Linked DNA regions of Sus scrofa: regions 2 and 3 are each linked to region 1. Evidence: chromatin contacts called from public HiChIP or PLAC-seq data. All regions are on one chromosome and are shown on one strand. Each heading gives the region's core, a stretch centred on a gene start, on an enhancer-like site or on the middle of the called end of the contact. The rest is flanking DNA. Distances are from core to core; before and after follow the strand shown.

Region 1 (4,454 bases), core at 843-3,342:
GCCAGCCTACGCCATAGACACAGCAACGCCAGACCCAAGCTGCGTCTGTGACCTAAACCACAGTTCACAGCAACGCCAGATTCTTAACCCACTGAGAGAGGCCAGGGATCGAACTCGCGACCTCACGGTTCCTAGTCAGATTTGTTTCTGCTGCGCCACAATGAGAACTCCAACAATTCCTTTTTCAATTTATCTCTTTACTTTTGCATTTTACTATAAGCAGAAAAAAGAAACAAAGTCGTGCCTTCCACACGTTGCTTAGAAACCTCCTCAGCTACACATCCAAGTGTGTTACTCATAATTTCTACTTCCCATCCACAAAAAACTAGAACACAGTTCCGCCAGGTTCTTTGCCACTTTGTAGCAAGAATTACCCACCTCCAGGGTCCAAGAACACATTCCTCTTTTCCATCTGCGACCTTAACAGAAGTACCTTTAACGTGCATATTTCTATCGAGTCTCCTTAATGCAGTCTAGGCTTTTTCTATCACATGCCTCTTCCAGTCTCTACCTACAACTCAATCCCAAAGCCACTGCCATAGATTAAGGACTTATTACAGCGGCACCCCCACCTTCTGGTGCCAAAATCTCTATCAGTTCGCTAGGGCTGCTGTAAGAAAGTATTGATGACTGAGTGGTTGAAAATTTAAGTTTATTGTCGCATAGTTTGGGAGGTCAGAAGTCCAAAATCAAGGTGTTGCCAGCTGGCTCCTTCAGACTGCTGTGAAAGAAAAATCTCTTCCAGACCCCTCTCAAGACAGAGGGAAGCAGAAAGAGAAAGGGAGAGGATAAGATACCACTAGTATTCATTGAGAGCAGCCTACACCTAAACCTCACAAAACCCTTTTGAAATATATAATATCCCTTTACAGGTTAAAAAAACTGAATTAAAGAAATGTAGAAACAACTATCCAAGATCACCCAGTTAGTAAGGTCTCAAACCCAAAGTCAAAATCCATGCTTTAATCCATTATATAAAGGAAAAATATATAAAGAATGCAAAGGAAAAATGAAAAAGAAATGTAAAGATATGCCCCAAATATAATTGACTATATTGAAACTTCTTGGCTCCAACTATGCTATATCCTAAAACTAGAATTGTTTCTCTACAAATGCCATTATTTCAATACAATACAAACTAATTTGAATGTGCAGTAAAAATGATTAGTTTTACCCAGGCAGCAATAAACTTCACTAATGGGTTATTTTTTTTTAATAATTTTGTCTGAATGCACCCTTATCAGTTTTAAGTCAGTTTTGAAAGAGAAGATATTGGTTTAATGCACCTTTGAGTGTTCATTCATTTGCAACTCAAAATTAGAATTTGTTTGCCCTTCATGTGTTGTTAAAAACTAGAAACATTTTCTTACATACCTCCTCTTCTCTATGATCTTAAACATTAAAGATGAAACTATCCTCCCATGATTCTATTTCTAGCCTGTTTTAGCTTCTAATAGACCCTCCTGAGAGTTATGTTTGGGGGATTCCTGGGTTAGAAACTTCATTCTCTTGGCTGTGATTATGATGGACAGCGTTTTGGCTGATTTTGCAAGTTCTACACTCAGATTTTAAACCATTTCATTTGTACTACATTAGACATAACAAATACTTTCATTTTACCTTTAGTAATGCAGACATTTCAGAAATGGGACACCAAATTCTTAATGATACTGCTTTTGTTTAATCTCTTAACTTTTCTCCTTTTTGGAAAGCAGGTTCCCTTTTAGAAGATCCTCGAAGGTGCCGCTTCACACCAGCTGCCAAAATAAAATCTAGGGATTCTTTAATTCCTCCTTCCAATCTGTGCCTAACACCATTTCTTGGTTCAGTTCTGGATTTCCAGACACATTTGGGGATTCAATTGGTACAGTATTCACTAAAATTAATGGACACCACTTGCCAAACACAGAAGCCAAAGAAAATGTCATCTTCACAAAAATGTAAACAAACTCAAAGTAAAGCATATGGAGAACATAAATGAAAAATCAAACTGAAAGAAAAGAAATGCTCTGCCCCCTTTATAGCAGGTGATTCGTACTCTAAAATCACGACCTATGATTGTGAATGTAGATTCCATCAGATGCTTTTTTATAGCTAAGGAAATGTGCCTTTTAAGGCAGGGATCCAAGTTTCTGAATCGTGACAGCAACAGCTGAAGACTAAAGATAGACAGTCAAAACAGCATTTTCTGTACATTTTCAGTTGTTTAAAAAGCAGTTACAGTACATTATGTGTGAAATATATTGTTTTAACTCTGTGATAGCTCCACTGGGGAAAAGATTTATGAGAGAAAATACTATTTTATGCCTTCCTTATACCACGTCTTAAAATGGCAATGGCTCTTTTTCTTGATGTAATATTTCCAGTGTATTTCATAGGGATGTGTATGACCTCTATTAATAAAACATCCCTATTTGAAATAAGTGTTGAGCTCACACATGGCTTATCACATGCCTGCGCACACTCACCTGGGCAGGTATTTGCCATCTCTGCTTGGAAAGCTCTTTCTCTCTATCTTTCCATGGCTCACTCTCTATTTCCTCCAGGGACCTGTTTACACATCTTCTCCTGAGAGAGGTCGTCCTTGTTATCCTCTGTAAAGCACCCCATCCTCCCTCTCACCTTACTCAGCTTAATTCTTCTAACACCATCTTTGCTCTCTGATATCGTATTATCTGTCACTGCCCCATAAACAAAAGCCCCCTGAGGACAAAGACCTTAAGTTTTATTTACCACACTGACTCTGGCACCCTGAAATAGTGCCTCCCATATAACAGGTGTTTAATACATGTCTGCTTAATAAATAAAGGTCACTTAGTGAAAAAGCAAGAGCGTTCACTCTGTACACCTATTAAGCGCCATCTGTCTCCTTCTCAATCACTTCAATCAGATCCTTAAGCAAATTCATCCCGAAGGCCGCTGAGAAGAGATGCTGAAAGACAAGCTCAGAATGACAGAGCAACGGAAACGCTAACACTCGTCTTGGAGTCACCACTCCTAATGGCCTTTTAGCCACCACCGCTGGGGTACCACCGAAAGTCTAACGTGCCATACACAGAGGACTACTACGATTTTCTGCAGCTTAGCTGGAGCTCTTCTTGCTAGACGGAAGGCAAAGCAGACATGAACTTGTGACCTTCCCAATGGAGTAGCTGTGCCACCACCACCCAGCCAGGGCTCAGAGAGCACAATGGTAACACTGTGTACAGAGGCATGATTCACAGGAGGAACAGGAGCTCCGCCAAAGGCAGGAAGGCAATCTGGACAGAATGCTATAGGCTGAGAGGGCTTCCTTTTCATTTCAGAATGAGAAGCCAGTATTTGGGGGGAGGGTAACTGTCCAAGCGGCAAGAGATAACCCTTAGGTGGGAAGACCCAGGATGTATGAATCACTTCCTTTGTCCGGGAAGGGAGTTCCAATAAGGAGCTTCACTTTGGTAAGCAAATCAAACTGTTTCTCAAATTTGATTTTCCATTTTTCACAGCTCCATAAATACTGAAGAAATGTGGTGGTGATGATGATAAAAACTAGGGGAACATTTCAAATATAACCGAGTTAGAAGATAAAAGTATTTATGGACAATGTTTAATGGCATTTTGAAAATTCCTATTAAAAACCCAGCTATTTATAAAGAAATGAGATACCAAGGGGAAAGACCCTTAAATCTGCATAAAATTCTAAATGATTCAGTATTCAAAACATTGAGCTTGTTGTCAAGGAGATTTATCGTAAGCATAGTAATTCTCCTTTCCATTCTAGGCTATCATTTATACTGTCCAGAAACACAGCATTATAATTAAGAACTATTTTGCCATAGATAACGCTGTATTTCCTAGAGTACTTTTGATGTTTTTTATTAAGATTACCAAGCACAAGAACACAGCAATCTATATTTCAAAAATCTCTATGTAAAAATACTTACGTGGAAACAAATTAAAAAGAGCAATCAAGTAGGAGAATGACCTAAGTGAATGAATTATTTATTTATCAGGAGTCTGTGCTTTGAGATCTAACATAAGCCAGTTTCTTCATCACCTCTTGGCAGTTCTTTAAGTTTTCTGTGCCTCAGTTCCTTGCCTGTAAGATGTAAATATTCTGGAGTTCCCGTAGTGGCTCAGCAGAAACAATCTGACTAGCATCCATGAGGACGCAGGTTCGATCCCCGGCCTCAGTGGGTTAAGGATCCTGCGTTGCCGTGAGCTGTGGTGTGGGTCACAGACGTGACTGGGATCTTGTGTTGCTACGGCTGTGGCTGCAGGCCTGCAGCTACAGCTCCAATTGGACCCCTAGCCTGGGAGCCTCCATGAGCTACAGGTGCAGCCACACACACACACACACACACACACACACACACACACACAATCCTACCAAGCACTTTGCAGGGTAACTCATGTAAATTAACAAATCTCAATTTAAAATGTAAATGGCATTGCACTTGCAATGCAATCTGGTG
Region 2 (4,454 bases), core at 1,465-3,964, 200 kb before region 1:
TCCTTGGAAAATTATCTCCTCTCCATTTTTCCCTTTATAGAGTAAAAGACCTATGAGATAGGCAGCTTATAAGTCTGTCATACTCTCTTACCTAGAATAGTGCCTGACACATAGTAGGTGCTCAATAAATACTTTCAAACAAATGAATGAATTCCTATAGCCCTACATCCTATTTCCTTAAACTGCACCCTACCCACCCCAAGTCTATGGAAACCCCTAACTGGTACCGTGAGTTCGCTTTTCTATTCTCTCATGTACCTTACACATGGCTGCTTAACCACTTACACTAAGGCACAGATTTAATGGTTTTAGTCCCTATATTAAAGCATTTAAGTGTCTCATTATTACAAACTCCTCTCCCTGGCATTTAAACTCTGCCGATAATGGCCTTAACTGAACTTTCACCAGATCCCAGCCTTCCGTTTCAAAGTAAGATCCTTTGTCTCATTCCTGCCACCTGCTCAGACCACCTTGCCTGTTAGACTCTGTTCCTGCTGGTCCCTCTGCCCACATGGCTGCACCCACCATCTTTATCTTTTGAAATACTACCAGTCCTCCCGGATTTATGTGTTAGCATTTCGTAATGTATATGCTGCATTTACATTAGCATGTGAAGGCTGATTTCATATAAATCCTGAAGGACTTCATTCCAAACGCACTGATCAGACACCATGACTTCGACTTATACACCTATCTTATTCTGCCTTGTAATGTAGGTATATGTGGATCAGTGTCTTAGCCCCAGTATTCTACGTTCCCTAAGGCCAACAACTGTGTCTTACGTAGTTTTACCATAAAGCACCTACCACATGTAGTAAATGGTCAACACCTATCTGTTAAGTTGAAGGAATTCCCAAAGATTGGTCATAATGTGACCTGGGTTCTTGGTCTTCCTTAATCAAGAGAAATTGACAAGAGGCCAGGCAACAAATTCAGGCAAGTCTTTATTGGGGCCCCTGTTGCAGCAAGGGAGAGCAAAAACAAGCAACACATTCCTTTGCTCACTCCCTCCCCAAAGGGGGTGTGGGCTGGTTTTATGGGAGGAGGACAGGGGTGGGTCCATGGTCCTGTCAGAGGGGGGGCTTAGGTGGTCTACCTACTGCTTTGGTGGTCGTGTGTGTAAGGGGCATGTGTAGTGACCTGCTTTTACTCTCCAAACTTCTAGAAGGGGCAGTTGGGTTTTTAGGTTTTTTGCATCTTCCTGACCATAATTTACCCCAACTACACATGTGTGCAGTTATTTTTAGTCCCTTATAATTTCTTTGTATTTTGTTGTCTGAGGAGACGTTTATCTAGGTGCAAACTTTGCAGCCATTGCAGCAAAGGGTCCCAGGTCTCAGCCTGTCTCAATAAGATAAAAAAAAACTACTACCTCCTTGAACATACAGTAAAGAAAGCAGAGGGTGGAGGTAGCGTTCCAAAAATATGGACTGGAATCTGAGCCCTGCCTTTTACAAGATGAGTACCTCAGGCAGGATCTGTAAAGTGATGACAATTACATTATGAACCTCACAGGGTTGTCTGTCAGACTTCAAGTGAAAAAATGAAAGGGATGTTTTATGAACTTCAGATGTTATAAAGATTCAGCTCTTTTCCAATCGTGTGCCATGTAGCTTGTTGGCTCAATAAGAAATGGAAGCTACCCAATCATGGTGAGTCTTTCCCTGCCAGGCCTGCTGGAGCATGAGGCCAGGGTATGCATATGAAGGGTAAAGGAGGCATTCTCCTTCTGCCAGCAGTTCCAGTGGCCAGCAGAGGAAAAAAAAATTAGAAGTTCCTGTCGTGGCTCAGTGGAAATGAATCTGACTGGCATCCATGAGGATGCAGGTTCGATCCCTGGCCTCGCTCAGTGGGTTAAAGATCCGGCATTGCCATGAGCCGTGGTGTAGGTCACAGATGTGGTTCGGATCCTGTGTTGCTGTGGCTGTGGTGTAGGCCGGCAGCTGTAGCTCCTATTCAACCTCTAGCCTGGGAACCTTCATATGTCATGGGTGCAGCCCTAAAAAGGCAAAAAGAAAGAAAGAAAGAAAGAAAAATCAGTATTTGGACACATATTTTAAGAAAAATTTCCCTGCTACAGCACGTAGAAAAGATTTCCTATAAGTTATTTTGAGGCTGAGCGTTTATCATATACTTAATGTATAATGTATTAAGCTGACAAAGCAGCTTTAAAAAAAGAAAAACATTGCCAAATGGTTTTTTTTTTTTTCCCTCCTCTGCTTCCTCCTGTGTATTTTCTCTCTGCTAAATTCATTAAAAAAAAAAAAAATACAACTGTGAGAGTTTGTCATCTTCCTTGGAAAATACTGTAACTCCGCTCATTGGGTGCCCTTCACTTAGAGCTCAGCACAAAAGGCTGCGTGTGAAGAGAGAGGAGGAAATGGGTGCCTGGTTAGACCAGCCCTGCCCCCAGGGAAAGCCAGTTCCCTTGTCACTTTCTCCTTCAGATATTCCTGGTGTGACAGACAAGCTGCATGCAGGTTATGTTATCTGAGTACCCTGGACAAATGTGGCCCATTGAGACATAATCTGCTTTTAGAAGGGCTTATGCAACTCACATTCCTTGTCTGAGGCTTTCCCACATTTCTGGATAGCCACTGACATTTTAATAATTTTTTTAAGTGCAGGGAGGCAGAAAAAGTCTGCCTATGATCCGAGAAAATATAACAGCTACCTCTCTGGAGTGAGGGCTGGCTTATGAATCAGTGTTTTTCTGTTTCTTCATTTCATTTCTGTGCAGGTTTACTAGACACTCTGGACTGGTTTGAAACCTCTCAATGACGTCAATGGGACAGAGAAATTGGAGCAGCGGAGACAGCTGCAATGCACCAAGTCTACTGAGGTTTTATTCTTTTCTCCCAGGGTGACATCTGAGACAGATATTATCAATCAAGCCCTCCTGGCTCAGTACCAAATCAAAGACACTTTATCATTCAAAGCAGTAAAAAGCTGCAATTAGCTGATCTGCTTGGCTCTTTCCCTAGGAATATCTTGTTCATGACAATTAATAATGCAATTAAAGCTAAATTAAACAAGAGAATGCTTACTAAAATATTTAATTTAAATATGGGAGTTCTTCCCTTTAGTGGTTCAATTATTAGATCATTAAAGATGACTCTCTACATAGATTTTGTATAAAAAATTCCAAACAATCAAATGATTACCTCTTTTGAAAACACTCCTAAAAGCCCAATGATAAGCTTTAGCCAGTTTCCAAAATGTCCAACGTCTAGGGGCAAAAAAAAAAAAAAAAAAAAAAAAAAAAGGTACATATAGCAAAGCTTTACCATCGTTTAGAAAAAACAAACAACAACAACAGTAAAAACTGGGACAACTGACAGGGAGGAAACCAGTGCTCTGCGAATTAACGTTTCTTTCAAAAACATTCAAAATAAACCCCAAAAGAAGAAAACAGAGCCAACCGCTTTTTTGTTTGTTAAGCACAACATATTATTTACTGACTTTTCAAGCGTCTCTTCTTAGCAATAATTTTCCTTGCCTGAGTATATAACGGCGTATTGAAATCTGAAAAAAATACAGCACTTAATCTAATTATATAGTTTTAAAGGTCTGCATTCGTTAAACTACATACGTTAAACCACTAAGGACATCCAAGGTTAATCTTAGCAAATCTAACTAATAAATATCCTGAGAACAGATTTTTTTGTTTTCAAAGTTACCTAGAAGGACTAGGCACAGAACCCTCACCAGGAAGAAAAATACAAAACTGGCTGCTCTCTGGCTCTCCTTGCTGTTTGCTGGTGTTTGTTGGCAAACAATGCTGGTGATAAAAATAAGTGCAAAGTGAACGAGAGAGAAAATTGGGGGTGAAAATCAGGGAGAAAATACTAATGTCATTCTCAAGGTGATGTAGCCAAACGGGATGGGATTCAGAGCCATTGAGTCTAGAAAGTCAAACCGGCCCAAACCAAGAAATGCAGAAAACAGTACTCTTTAGTAACTGCCTATTATCCAGGGAGCATCAGCCTTAGTATATTAGGTCATATTACAAATGCTGTATATTACTCTGTCTTAAAACAGATTCCAAAACTAGGAAAGGCCATGATGCAGGAGACTTACTATTTTAATGAGGAATACAAAAGGGAACATGTGTTTGGGTCAACTCTAAAGGTCTGGGTTAGCTAGAATAACAAATGTCTTCCCAATCAGTCATGTTTACCCAAGAATAAAGTACCAAAAGTGTTCTTCATTGTTTAGATTTAAAAAAGAAAAGTTTCTTTTCTCCACCTTCTTTCATCCATTTAGCTGTGAAACAGGCAATAAATCACAGCTAAAGCTACCAAAATATCTTGTATATTCTTTACAAAGCTGAGCTTCCTCACTGGTCCCGTCCTGAAATTTCTCCCACCATGACAGCCATCATTCCTTTATCCATTCCTTGCAAGTCAGCGTAATGGTAATGACATGGGGCCCTCAGGTCTGGTGGATGTGGG
Region 3 (4,454 bases), core at 1,118-3,617, 150 kb before region 1:
ATATTGAAGTTTAATATTGACATAAAGTCAGATTCGGTCATTTTCATAGGTAACATATACCTATTGTTTAATATAAATGCTAATTTTTTTGTCATCTACACAACTATTCTAGATTCAGGATCTGTCTATGTTACTAACAGTTTTTTTTTAACTTGATTTCCCAGAAATACTTTATCTTGTGTGTAGTTCTTTATTTTGATTGTTTGATTTTTGGTGACATACTGAAAATAATAAAGTTAAATAAGTATCTGCTAAGTGAAACTGACTTTTAACAAGGTCCCAGTAAAACAAGTGAAGCAAATGTCTGCTTCCAGTTGGCCACACTTATATCGAGTTTCATCTGTTCACTTGCTCCCACCTTCTTCCTGCTAATGGTGACATTTTGACATATCCATCCTGCCCTTGGAACTAGCTCGGCACAACACTTTAGACCAATTCTGAGAGCATCGGACTGCCAGTGCGACGCTAAGACATTAAACTGACCTGGCAGGGGCCTATTTCCAACCTCGAACCGCGTTCCTAATTGCTGGGCTTTTACAGCATCCATGACATTTAGCAGCAGCATCCTGACTCCACCATATATTGGCTCTGTGGGCTTGAATGAAATAATAATAATAATAATAATAATACTCCCTTAACTTCAGACTCCTTATTTGTAAAATGGATCTTAAGAAAACAGACTTTGAGTCTTTGTGATTTGTGTGCATGACGTTTGCTGGCCAATGCTTTTGGGAAATTCACACCTATAAGGGGAGAAGGACAAGGATAGGGCAGAGCACATGAACTGTGATGCTGCAGCAGAGGCCTCAGCTGAAGCTACTGATGCTTTGGAGGTGGGATGGCTTTTCAAGTGATGTTGAGACTAGGTACTGAATCTTGACATTCTACATCCGTCAGTCACTGGACACAGGTTGCCCGCAGGAGGAGTGTGGCCCTGGACAAGGTGGCTGTCTTTGTTTGGGAGTAATTTCTGATAAGAGTCAGGCAAGAACCTGTCCCCCGCCTGGACAGCTGGGGGAGTGAGTGTCACAGTTCTTATGAGGCTCTGGGCGGTGTCCTGCAGCATCCACTACATGGGGTTAGTCTTTTTTTTTTTTTTTTTTCCAGCTTTCATGTGATATCAAACAAGATCGAGTATGTTGAAAAACATCTACCCTAGCCCCAGGCACTTAAATGACACTCAATAAAAATTTTCCATATGAAGCAGTGAAAGAAAAATGAATAAATGTTTTACTGACCCCAGTTTTTGTTGTATTTGCTATTTCCCCTGTGCTACTGTCAGTCACCTGTGTGTCTCTTTCACAAAGTATGCGACTATAAAGACTTAACTTTCGGGAGCTCCTGTCATGGCTCAGTGGTTAATGAATCTGACTAGGAACCATGAGGTTGCGGGTTCGATCCCTGGCCTTGCTCAGTGGTTAAGGATCTGGCGTTGCTGTGAGCTGTGGTGTAGGTCACAGGCACAGCTCGGATTCCTCATTACTGTGGCTGTGGCGTAGGCCGGTGGCTACAGCTCCGATTCGACACCTAGCCCAGGAATCTCCATATGCCACGGGAGCAGCCCTCAAAAGGCAAAAAGAAGAAAAAAAAAAGAAAAAAACTTAACTTTTTAGAGAGGCTCTTCTGGGTTTACCATGAGGGAGCTGTCCTTGTTTCACAATTGATTCATCTTCCCATTTGCTTTGATTGACCCGCAAATTTTTAAGTTACAGAAAGACCTGAACTAAGTGGGCTGAGTGAGACAGATGAATGCTGAATCTTTGAAGACGGAATTTGGGTGATTTTTAGCATCAAGGTTAGGTTAACTGGAGTCTAATTTTTGATTAAGATCACTTCTATTTTTTAGGCTCTAAGGCTAGCCTGGAAAAGTAGTATTTTCTAATTGTTTCATTTCAGCCAGCCCATATATGAGATTTGCAGCAGAAACAAGGCAAATATGATCATCTAATCAAGAGAAAGTCATGCAGTTATTTTCTTTTACAAAATAAGAATTCATACTCCTCTTTATGGAATAGATCTCATATCTTAAAGAAATTCCTCCCGTACATAGAGTGTTTACACCTCTTCATCAACTACCTGATGAGATAAATACCTCTTTCCCCATTTATAGAGAGGTTTAAGTGACTTTCTGAGTTGCAGAATGTGTAAAGGACAGAGCTATGGCTTCTAAGGTTTGACTATTATGCCACCCCCCATAACACCACAGTGATTTTACTTTCTCCCTCAAAAATGTATCTGTCTTCTCACTGTACAGTTAATCCTTTCATTCTATAATGAAACCTTTTGTACCACTTACTATATCCCAGGTCCAGACTGCAAGGTGAACAGCAGTGTCACTAAATGCAAGTACACGCATGGCTCAGACCAACTACTGCAACAAGAGATGTGCTGGAACACAGCCTTAGACCTTTGTAAGCTGAATCTACTTCCTTCGATGTCTCGTTATTCAGCCATTGGAGGACATAAAGCCAGGCTATTTATATGATTTTCAAATTTCTTAAGAAGAAACAGTCACTTTCAACCTCAAACAAATACTGATGAACAGTGAAGTTCTTTTTCGGCACTCAGGGTGACAAATATTCTTAGAATAAGCTGTTTCTTCTCAAGCTAACATCTTGACTATATGCTATTTAGACTCCAATATAAACAAAACCTAATAGTCAGAGGAAAAAATCACATTCTCCTGGAATTGTACATTTTATGACTCTAACAAGGTGATGACAATGACCCCGTTGTTAATTTTCTGTGATCCAATACGATCACAATTATACTAATACAGGCTGATTTTCAAGGGAACAAAAATAAAATAAAATGTTTCTTTGGTGAAATCTCCAATGAGAGCTATCTTATGACACAGTATCTCCCTGGAGACTGGTTAGGGAATTTTCTTGCAGAAAACATTTTATGTGATGAAAATGGAGTGCATTTGTTTCCTTGGAAACAAACCCCTTCACCTTCATTGCAGAGAATTTTAAGCAATGAAAATTTAGTAATTAGGCCCAGAGTCTACCTATTTTAAACCAGTGGAATTTTCAAACATATGACATTATTAGAAATAATGTGCAATAAAACCCAGTTCGCTCAGTTAAAGTCAAACAAATAAACCTTTACATGACTTAGAAGTATAGACATCTGGCGTTCTAAACACTGAAACAGAATTACCTAAGGACTCTTATACTTGAATAGGTTAGAAAATCCCTCATTTCAAATCATCAGCTGACTAAAAGAATCTGTCACAAAGAAAAAAAACTAAGAAAGGCACAAGATGAATGACAAAAACATTAGGTATTAGAAAGTTTCATCATGAGAAAGTAAAAAATGTGACTATTGGACAATAGTCTCAAGCCAATAATAGCTTTGATTATAGAAAATGTTTTCTATGGGGAAACCAAATCTGCTTTCTTTGCTAAATGGTGTGGGGGAGGGATTTTATAGCCTTCAGCTCCCTCCCACCCCAACCATGACTTCATTTTTTATTGATTTAAAAAGTTTTTTATTTATTTAAAAATTTTTTATAGTTGATTTACAATGTTTCAGGTGTAAAGTGATATATATACATATATAGGTATACACACATATGTATACATATTCAGATATGTATACATATACACGCAATATTTTTTCAGATTCTTTTCCCTTATAGGTTACTGCTGAATATAGTTTCCTGTGCTGTACAATAGGTCCTTGTTTCTCTATTCCATGTAGAGTATTATGTGTCTGTCAATTTCAAATTCCAGATGTAACTCTCCCCCTCCTTTCCCCTTTGATAACTATAAGTTTGTTTTCTATGTCTGTAAGTACATTTCTGTTTTGTAAACAAGTTATTTGTATCATTATTTTAGATTCCACATATAAGTGATATCATATGATATTTCTCTTTCTCTAGTCCTTTGCTTTTTTTACAGAATCAATCAGAATCGATCTCCTGGATATACTTACGAAATCACATTTTCTTTTTTTTGTTTTATATACTATTTGTTGGCTCAAGATCAAAATATGGGGGAAGTGGGCATTAGGCAGGTTAAGACCAATTCTAACATTTCTCAGGCTCAAATGATTACTTTGATAAAAGTAATCATATACTTTAATTAAATTCTTTTTTTTTTTTTTGTCTTTTTGCCATTTTCTTGGCCGCTCCCACGGCATATGGAGGTTCCCAGGCGAGGGCTCTCATTGGAGCTGTAGCCACTGGCCTACACCACAGCCACAGCAATGAGGGATCCAAGCAATGTCTGTGAGCTACACCACAGCTCATGGCAATGCCAGATCCTTAACCCACTGAGCAAGGTCAGGGATGGAACCCGCAACCTCATGGTTCCTAGCCGGATTCGTTAACCACTTAGCCATGACAGGAACTCCATAAATTCTATACTCTATTTAGCTTCTATAGTTTAAAGAAAAATCTAACAAAAATGCCTCCTTTTTTTCCTGTTTCAAAATTTTCTTTAACGAAA

Evidence for each region. HiChIP or PLAC-seq counts read pairs in DNA pulled down with a chosen protein or histone mark.
Region 2: an H3K27ac HiChIP or PLAC-seq map of skeletal muscle shows a contact between it and region 1. The contact joins two enhancer-like sites. A contact is called at or near these places in 2 of 47 Hi-C or Micro-C datasets (embryonic fibroblasts and skeletal muscle) and 1 of 2 datasets of contacts at active chromatin or transcription factors (skeletal muscle).
Region 3: a contact with region 1 is called in an H3K27ac HiChIP or PLAC-seq map of skeletal muscle. The contact joins two enhancer-like sites. A contact is called at or near these places in 4 of 47 Hi-C or Micro-C datasets (embryonic fibroblasts, epiblast stem cells and skeletal muscle) and 1 of 2 datasets of contacts at active chromatin or transcription factors (skeletal muscle).

Annotation. Positions count from the first base shown.
Region 1 is chr6:146,559,514-146,563,967 of Sscrofa11.1, forward strand. The region is part of intron 4 of PDE4B (phosphodiesterase 4B); the gene reads right to left. Among named protein-coding and RNA genes, the nearest start is that of PDE4B, 160 kb to the right of the region's middle. Within about 2 kb of position 2,093, at least 11 of the 83 cell types and tissues checked have an H3K27ac peak or open chromatin away from gene starts, as enhancers often do. A contact at or near this core is called in skeletal muscle, where this site is marked.
Region 2 is chr6:146,359,972-146,364,425 of Sscrofa11.1, forward strand. All of the region lies in intron 4 of PDE4B (phosphodiesterase 4B), which reads right to left. All of the region lies in intron 5 of LOC102162258 (a long non-coding RNA gene), which reads left to right. Among named protein-coding and RNA genes, the nearest start is that of SGIP1, 310 kb to the left of the region's middle. Within about 2 kb of position 2,715, at least 14 of the 83 cell types and tissues checked have an H3K27ac peak or open chromatin away from gene starts, as enhancers often do. A contact at or near this core is called in skeletal muscle, where this site is marked.
Region 3 is chr6:146,412,409-146,416,862 of Sscrofa11.1, forward strand. The region is part of intron 4 of PDE4B (phosphodiesterase 4B); the gene reads right to left. Among named protein-coding and RNA genes, the nearest start is that of PDE4B, 310 kb to the right of the region's middle. Within about 2 kb of position 2,368, at least 2 of the 83 cell types and tissues checked have an H3K27ac peak or open chromatin away from gene starts, as enhancers often do. A contact at or near this core is called in skeletal muscle, where this site is marked.